Regions from separate parts of the Rattus norvegicus genome. Here region 1 is linked to region 2. A link is a contact called in public Hi-C data. All regions are on one chromosome and are shown on one strand. The core of a region is the stretch at or near the end of the contact, and the rest is flanking DNA. Distances in the headings are between cores, read along the strand shown. Region 1 overlaps Slc43a2 (solute carrier family 43 member 2). Region 2 overlaps Smyd4 (SET and MYND domain containing 4).

What was found. Hi-C and Micro-C count contacts between places; a contact is called where the count stands out from the background.
Region 1: a Hi-C map of the A7r5 cell line shows a contact between it and region 2, with 5 times the contacts expected there. The contact joins two enhancer-like sites. A contact is called at or near these places in 8 of 12 Hi-C or Micro-C datasets (the A7r5 cell line, Schwann cells, hepatocytes and 4 more).

Annotation. Positions count from the first base shown.
Region 1 is chr10:60,903,412-60,907,137 of GRCr8, forward strand. Slc43a2 (solute carrier family 43 member 2) reads left to right here. Exons shown (of 14, transcript NM_001105812.1): 7 at 448-581; 8 at 668-870; 9 at 1,176-1,322. Among named protein-coding and RNA genes, the nearest start is that of Pitpna, 24 kb to the right of the region's middle. Within about 2 kb of position 1,585, at least 27 of the 93 cell types and tissues checked have an H3K27ac peak or open chromatin away from gene starts, as enhancers often do. A contact at or near this core is called in the A7r5 cell line, where this site is marked.
Region 2 is chr10:60,741,569-60,745,231 of GRCr8, forward strand. Smyd4 (SET and MYND domain containing 4) reads left to right here. Exons shown (of 11, transcript NM_001105810.1): 9 at 779-895; 10 at 1,072-1,195; 11 at 2,399-3,125. The coding sequence ends at 2,552. Among named protein-coding and RNA genes, the nearest start is that of Serpinf1, 17 kb to the right of the region's middle. Within about 2 kb of position 1,478, at least 15 of the 93 cell types and tissues checked have an H3K27ac peak or open chromatin away from gene starts, as enhancers often do. A contact at or near this core is called in the A7r5 cell line, where this site is marked.

The DNA.
Region 1 (3,726 bases), core at 335-2,834, 160 kb after region 2:
TATACAGAATTTGTCTTAAAACAGAGAGAAACCTTCAGAAGAAGCAGAAAAACCTTAGCCAGTGCTGATTACTGTGACCCAGAGAGACAGACATGACAGCGATAACTCAGTCACCTCTTTTTTTTTTTTTTTTTTTCCTTTTCTTTTCTTTTTTCGGAGCTGGGGACTGAACCCAGGGCCTTGCGCTTGCTAGGCAAGCGCTCTACCACTGAGCTAAATCCCCAACCCCACTCGGTCACCTCTTAAGATGGTGACATTTGGTTCAGATTGGATTCTAGGTTCAGACAGGTTGAGATTATCAGGACATGGGGGTTCTAATAGCCAAACAGCTCAGCTCACAGGATTGTGCCTTTTTATTCAGCCCAGCGTTGTGAGTGCTTCCCAACTGTCCCCTGCCCAGTGCTCATTCTGCCTTCTCACTGATAACACTGCTCCCTCTCCTGACAGCTCATCTATGACGCTGGGGCCTCCTTCATCGTCATCCTAGTGGTCTGGGCTGGCTGCTCTGGCCTGGTTTTCCTCAACTGTTTCTTCAACTGGCCACTAGAGCCCTTCCCAGGACCAGAGGACATGGACTACTCGTAAGTTAGGCATGTTCTCTGCCCTACCCTCACACCAGCCAGAGTCCCAGGCAGCAACCAACAAACACCCTCCCTGTGGCTGCTAGGGTGAAGATCAAGTTCAGCTGGCTAGGCTTTGACCACAAGATCACAGGGAAGCAGTTCTACAAGCAGGTGACCACAGTGGGGCGCCGGCTGAGCGTGGGCAGCTCCATGAGGACTGCCAAGGAGCAAGCTGCCCTGCAGGAGGGCCACAAGCTGTGTCTATCCACCGTGGACCTGGAGGTTAAGTGCCAGCCGGATGCTGCAGGTACCCAGAGCACAACTCTCCCCTTCCAGGTTGGCCCAAGAGGTCTGGGGGCAGGGGGAGGGTTATCCACACTTACACTGCAGGTGCAGCCCACAGCCCCCTTGATCCGGAATCACTGGCTGAGGCTCTGTATCCTCTGGGTATCCTCTCACCGCATGCCTAGTCTGTCTTAAAGGGGGACAGACACATACACAGAGCTTAGGGAGTCTGCTGATGAGCGTCAAGACCATAGACCTCAGCAGGGCTCTTTGCTGTCCCTCACCTCCAGCAGAGTCCACACATTGAGGCTTCTTCCCTCTCCACAGCAGCCCCCTCGTTCATGCACAGTGTGTTCAGCCCCATCCTGCTGCTCAGCCTGGTCACGATGTGTGTCACACAGCTACGACTCATCTTCTACATGGGGGCCATGAACAGCATCCTTGAGTTCCTGGTCAGCGGGGACCAGAAGACAGGTAAGTGTGCCCTGGGCCGCCTTTGATGCATCCCTCCAGGGTAGGGCAATGCTGTTACTCTCACCAGCCCAACAAATCCCTCCATCCCCTCCAGCTGACGTACTGTGTGACCCAGATCAGCAGGCCTGCTAACTTGTCGGGGCTGAGCTGTTCCCTCATGTCCACATCAGGGGTTTCCCGGCTAAGAAGGGAGAGGACTGAAATAGCACTGTGTCTAGGGCATGCGATGAATGTTTCCAGTGCCACTGGGGAGGGCGGAGGGCTTCGACAGTGCTGAAAACACTACTCAGAGCAGAAGACCAGCCCCACCCAGTCACACAGTCACATCCCTGATCCGAAGGGACTGGCTTGGCATTTGGACATCCTGGGGGCTGAGGGAGGACCTTTGTCCCAACTGAGGACTCAGGGTCCAGTGAGGGCCCACTCTGATCGATGTCCCTCCCTGGGAACTAGGGAAAACAAGCTTCTCAGGAACGAAGTACTCTGGTTGAGGCTTGTTCACTCTGGGAAACAGAACTGATAACCCACAGGAAAACAGCAGCAGGTCTCGAGCTGACAAGGGGCTTTGCTTCGCAGAGAAAGTCAGTACTTCCCCAGGGCCTGGCTGACTCAGCTTTAGTCATCCTGAGCAGGCAGGACAAACACACAGGCAAATCCTCTCTGTCGGCAGTCTCACCAGCCTGCCGCTTTCTTTTGTTGGCTAACTTGTTTTTACCAAGGGAAAGATAACGCAGTCCTTGCAAGGAGTCAACATACCAGTGTTCCGCAGAGACAGGAAGGCCTGCTTTCACAGAGGGAAACACTCCAGGCACCTCATGGCTTCTCGGTGGAGGGGAAAAGTGGAAAGAAGCCTAATGTAATAAGCAAGAAAATCATGGGGCACAGTGATGGCCTCGTGGTCCTTATGGGAGAAAATGGCCTTAAACTTTGCTTAATCCAGTGATAATTTCTTGACTTTTTTATTTGTTTGTTTCGAGACTGTGTTTCTCTATGTAGCCCTGGCTGGTTTAGAACTCACTCTGTAGACCAGGCTGGCCTCCAATGGCACTCTCGATGAAGTGATGGCAACTGGTAAGCCAGGGCAGAGATTCCCCTGCCTCTGCTTCTCAGGAGCTGATGGGATCAAAGGTGTGCGCACCACTGTCTGGCAATAATTTCCTGACATTATACCCTTGGAACTTTTTTTTTTTAAAGAGTCTTGAGCAAAAATGTGGCTCACGTGGTAGAATGCTTTCTTAGGGTTCATGACACCTGCACCACTTAAATCGGCGGGCACAGTGATGACTGCCTGTGATCCCAGCACTCCAGAGGTGGAGTAGAAAGATGTTCAAAGTCGTCAGAGATTGCAGAGCACATTGGAGGCCCGCACGGGTTAGGGAGAGCGTATCTGGATGAGTCTTGCTTGCTGCTTTGCTTAGCCTCTCAGGTACCTTCCTGCTTCAGTCTCCTGTAGCTATGACTATAAGTGTGGGTCACCCTACGTAGTAGAACATTTTTGGGGTTTTTTTCTTTTTGTTTTGTTTGGTTGTTGTTGTTGTTGTTGTTGAGATGTGATAGGCTAGGTTGGCGTGGAACTCGCTTAGTAGACCGGTTGGCTTCAGATAGTAGTAGGTAATCCTCCTGTCTCAGCCAGGGACTGGAATTACCATCGTACTCAGCTTAATCTTCTGGTATTTCACTTAAATAAAAATCTTTTGTTGGTACCAGCTCAGCAGGCAGAGATGCTTGCTGCTCATGAGGAAGTCAGAGCACAGTGGTCAGGAGTTGGTTCTCTTCTTCCCCTGTGGATTTAATTCCAGCACTCAGGCAGAAGCAGGTAATCTCTGTGGGTTCAAGGCCAGCCTGGTCTACAGAGAGAGTTCTATCTAGGACAGCCATGGCTACACAAAAAAGACAAAACAGGAAAAAAAAAATGGCAATTCTGATACACCCCCACAATCTCAGGTGCTAGGCAGAGTAAGGCAGGAAGATTATGATTTCCAGTCCAGTTTGGCTACACAATAAAACCTTATCTAAAAAACAAACAAACAAAAAACCTGTCAGCTTCAAGAAGTAGAGGGGCTCAGGAGAAGTCTGGATTCTAGTAGACAGGCGCTATGTTCCTCTCATCTCCAGCACTCACAGACCTAGCTCTGCTCAGAAGGGCTGCGTGGGGTCAGGGAGCTGAAGGAGGAAGCCTGACTGACGGTCTAGGGAGACTAGTGTCAGATGACTACATGCCTGGCACGGATCCTTTGACCTTTCCTTCTCTCTGAGTGCAGCAGGAGGTAACAGTGACAGAGCAGCTCTCCTACAGGGCCACATGGTAGAACTCTGAGTCTACCCGGCCTTCTGCCTTTAACATACCACTTCCTCATCATGGTGCCCAGACCAGGGCTATAGGTCTGACACACCAGCCTGCTCA
Region 2 (3,663 bases), core at 228-2,727:
GGCTCCCTCGCCCTAAGCCTCAGCCCTTCCCTTGTTTATTCTGGTATCACCTTGCCTTACTGAGCAGTCCTCAATAAATGATTGAGGACTTGAATTTAATTATCCCAGCACCTGCCACAAGATGGCTGTGTAGGCCAGTGAGAACAGACTTTGACCAGCAGTTACTCTGGTGCTCCAGATAGTTCTGGCAGCTTAAGCACCAGAAAGGCTGTCTGATCTCCATGGGCTTTGTCCTATGTCATCATCGTAACCCCAGCTTAACAACCTAAGCTCCTGAAAGTTGCTCTGCCCTCAGCAGCAGTGAGTCCTGAGTCCTGCTCGCAGCTGGTGGTGTGGCTCAGGAGTAGAGCTTGGTAGCTAGCCTGATCTGAGAGAGGGAGGGAAGGACTCCTCTCTTTTCAGAAAGGGATTTGCAGAACTTGATTTTAGAGCCTGACATGGTAGGAATCTATTTTGACTATTTTAGCCTTGATTCTTAAGTAGACCTTTAGCCTAAAGTCAAGAAAACCAATGATTACAGGAGAAATGTACAGGTGTTTGTACTGGAAAATGGATATTAGGAGCCCAGGGTAAATTTGGGGAGGCCTCATCTAATACCTTTTTCTACTGAAACAGAAAACATAAGCAACCAACAGCTTCCCTGAAATGTGGGTTATTGACTCAGTGAGATAAAGGGGCATTTCCACTTTGACCAGCCTATAAAGACCTTGCGGCCTGTTCTCTCATGTCCAGGACTAGGTCTATATCTGTTGTGAGACATTTTCCTTTGAATACATAGAGCAAGCCATTCAGCAGTTGTTGGAGTGCCAGAGGGCTGCTGAGAACTTCTTGTCAGCAGAGCACACCGTGCTGGGAGAAATTGAAGACGGCCTGGCCCAGGCCTATGCTACCTTAGGTATGGCCACAGTTCTCCCTCCGTGCCGTGTGCTCAGTACGACCCTTGCCTCATCTGTTTGTTTCTCTCTTGCCGTCTAAATCTGCACTCTTCTCCTCCCATTCTGTTTTCCTCACCCTCAGAGCCTTGGACTAATGGTGTTTCTTTTCTGAAATGAGACATTTTTCTTCTCACAGGCGACTGGCGACAGTCTGCTGCCCATGTACAGAAGAGTCTCCAGGTGGTTGAGGCTCGCCATGGGCCATCCAGTGTTGAAATTGGCCATGAGCTCTTCAAACTGGCCCAAGTCTTGTTCAATGGGTAGGTCTTTCCTTCTCTTCGTGTCTGGCCAGGGTACACAGTGCTTTGTGTTTTACTAGGCGCTTCTGTGTGTGGCTTTTTGCTACAGTGCTTTAAAGCACTTTGAAACTTCTATTTCCTTCTTAGGACAGATCTTTGCCCTCTGTTTCACTGATGGACTTTAAGCTTTGAATTTCCTCCTGAGAGATGTGGAGAAAGCCGTTAGGTCTGCGTTGAGCCTCCCAGGGAGGACTTCCAGGCAACCTCTCCCGACTCTAGCATTCCTCCCTGCTTAATCACAAGGGAGCTTGGTTGGCTCAGCCCCAGCTCTCTTAACTCCAGGGCTCTGCCTTTCCCCTGGTTTGCCTCCTATTCCTTTTAAAGCAGTTGTTTTCAACCAGAAGGGTTTTGCTTTCAAATGGCATTTGGCAATGTCTGGAGACGGCTTTGACTGTGATGGCTCGAGGGGAGGGTACTGCCAGCATCTAGTGGGTAAAGGCTAGACCTACAGTGCACAGGACAGCCTCACAGTGGAGAGGTCCTAGTTAGTTATGTGAAGGCTGAAAATCCCTGCCAGAGACTGAAATAAGAAGCTGAGGGAACTACTCAGTTGGTGGCATGCATAAGGCCCTAGTTCTGTCCCTAGCTCTGCACAAAAAGTAGAATACAAGGAAGAGTAGTGCCGATGAGCTGGTTCCTCACCCAGTGTGCCACGGAGGTCACTCGATGTGAAGTATATCCCCAATCCAGTATTGTGTGACTACCATACCTCCAACCTTGATAAAATCTCATGGTAAGAGAAAGGGTTTGAAGCATATTACCTGATACCCAGACATTGAAACAGCATGTTTGGTCAGAGAGAAAGAAGGACCTGAGAGCCGAGGTCAAGGTTAGAGAGAGGGAGTCAGTCAGGTTAGACACGGGCACTCCAAAATGAACACCTCTATATAAAGCTTTTAAAAAAGGTTTTGAATTTGCCCATTTTTCTCAGGATCCTGGAGTCTATTACACACATACACAGTTTTCTCAAGTATGCTTTGCAGTATGTTCGTGAAAGTTTCTTATCTCTACTTTCAGATGGTGAGACCCTAGAGGGCCAAGGAACTCAGACCCTTCATGCCCTCCATAAGCCCCTGGAGGATGCAGTGAACCTCTGTACAGAAAGGAGTCAGCTTTTGTTTAGACTGAGGGAGTGAACTGACAGGCTTCCCTTTCTTGCTTCAGGTTGGCAGTGCCTGAAGCTCTGGATGCCATATGGAAGGCAGAAAAGATCCTGTTGGTGCACTGTGGCCCTGAGAGTGATGAGGTCCAGGAGCTCCGGGAGATGAGGTCCTGCTTACTGGACTCGTCCTTCACCCCTGTGCGGCCCTTAGTGTAGAGTGTGCATTCTCACCCTCCAGAAAGGAGCTCTATGGTGAGTTAGAGATTCTGTTGGCTTGGAGCTCTCAGCAGAAAGGACGGGACCTACCCAACTGACCCTAGCCTAGTGTCTAGCATAGGGAGCACTGGCAAACAGATTGAGACACTCACCTGGGTTGCTGGCTGCTGCTTGCAGGAGTTAACTGCCCTCTGACGGAAGCCCCATTCCCAGAAAAGACTAAATCCAGCATCTGTAGAGGCGGATGCTTTAAAGGGTTGTCGCCATGTGCAGGCAGCTGATGCTAGCCTGGGGTTTTCATCTCACTATGCTGGATCTGTGTCCCTAGAACATTCCTGTGGTGTCTAGTAGTAATGAAGTGCTGTGTTCCACTCCAGTGGGAACTTCAACTCTTAGTCTTGTGTTGTAACTGAAAAATAATATATAGCAAGAAATCAGTATGACTTCTTTACTCAAGAGACACACAATTCCACTTACAATATCCTGCTTCCTTAAATTCTTCATTAAGAAGAGGCTAGTGGTGATGTGTAATTTGTGAATGGAAAAATAAATATGGATCTGCCTTACTATTGGGTAGTTTCTTGGGATGGCAACTCTGTATTTGTTTCCTACCAGTGTCCTAGTTCTTACTCTGTGGCTTTCATGAGTCTTCCTGGCACTCGCTGTCCAAGCACTGATGCAAGTCAGTCTTGGAGGCCTGACTTCATGACATGAAGGCTTCCTTGTTAGCACACCTAAAGCAGACTGCTCGGCTTGCTTTATTTGCACACAGAATCTCACTCTGTAAGCTGGTCTAGCCTCAAACATATCCTCCTGCCTCAGCCTTCCAAGTACTAGGTTTACAGGCAAAGTCTACCTTGCCCAGCTTGAGATTGCTTCTTACTACCTCCTCAGGCTGACACATGAAGTACAAACTATGTGAGCACAACGAATGGCCAAGAGTCTGCAGGGCACGCCAAGAGGAGCTGAGAGTCTGCAGGGCACGCCAAGGTGTCGTCACTGGTAGACTGAGGCTCGTGGGTACATCTCCAGATGCCCCTGAGTGCTGTGGTTGTGGGCACTGTTGCTGAGGGTTTCTAACTGAGACAGAGGGTAGGATGGCTGCCCCTTT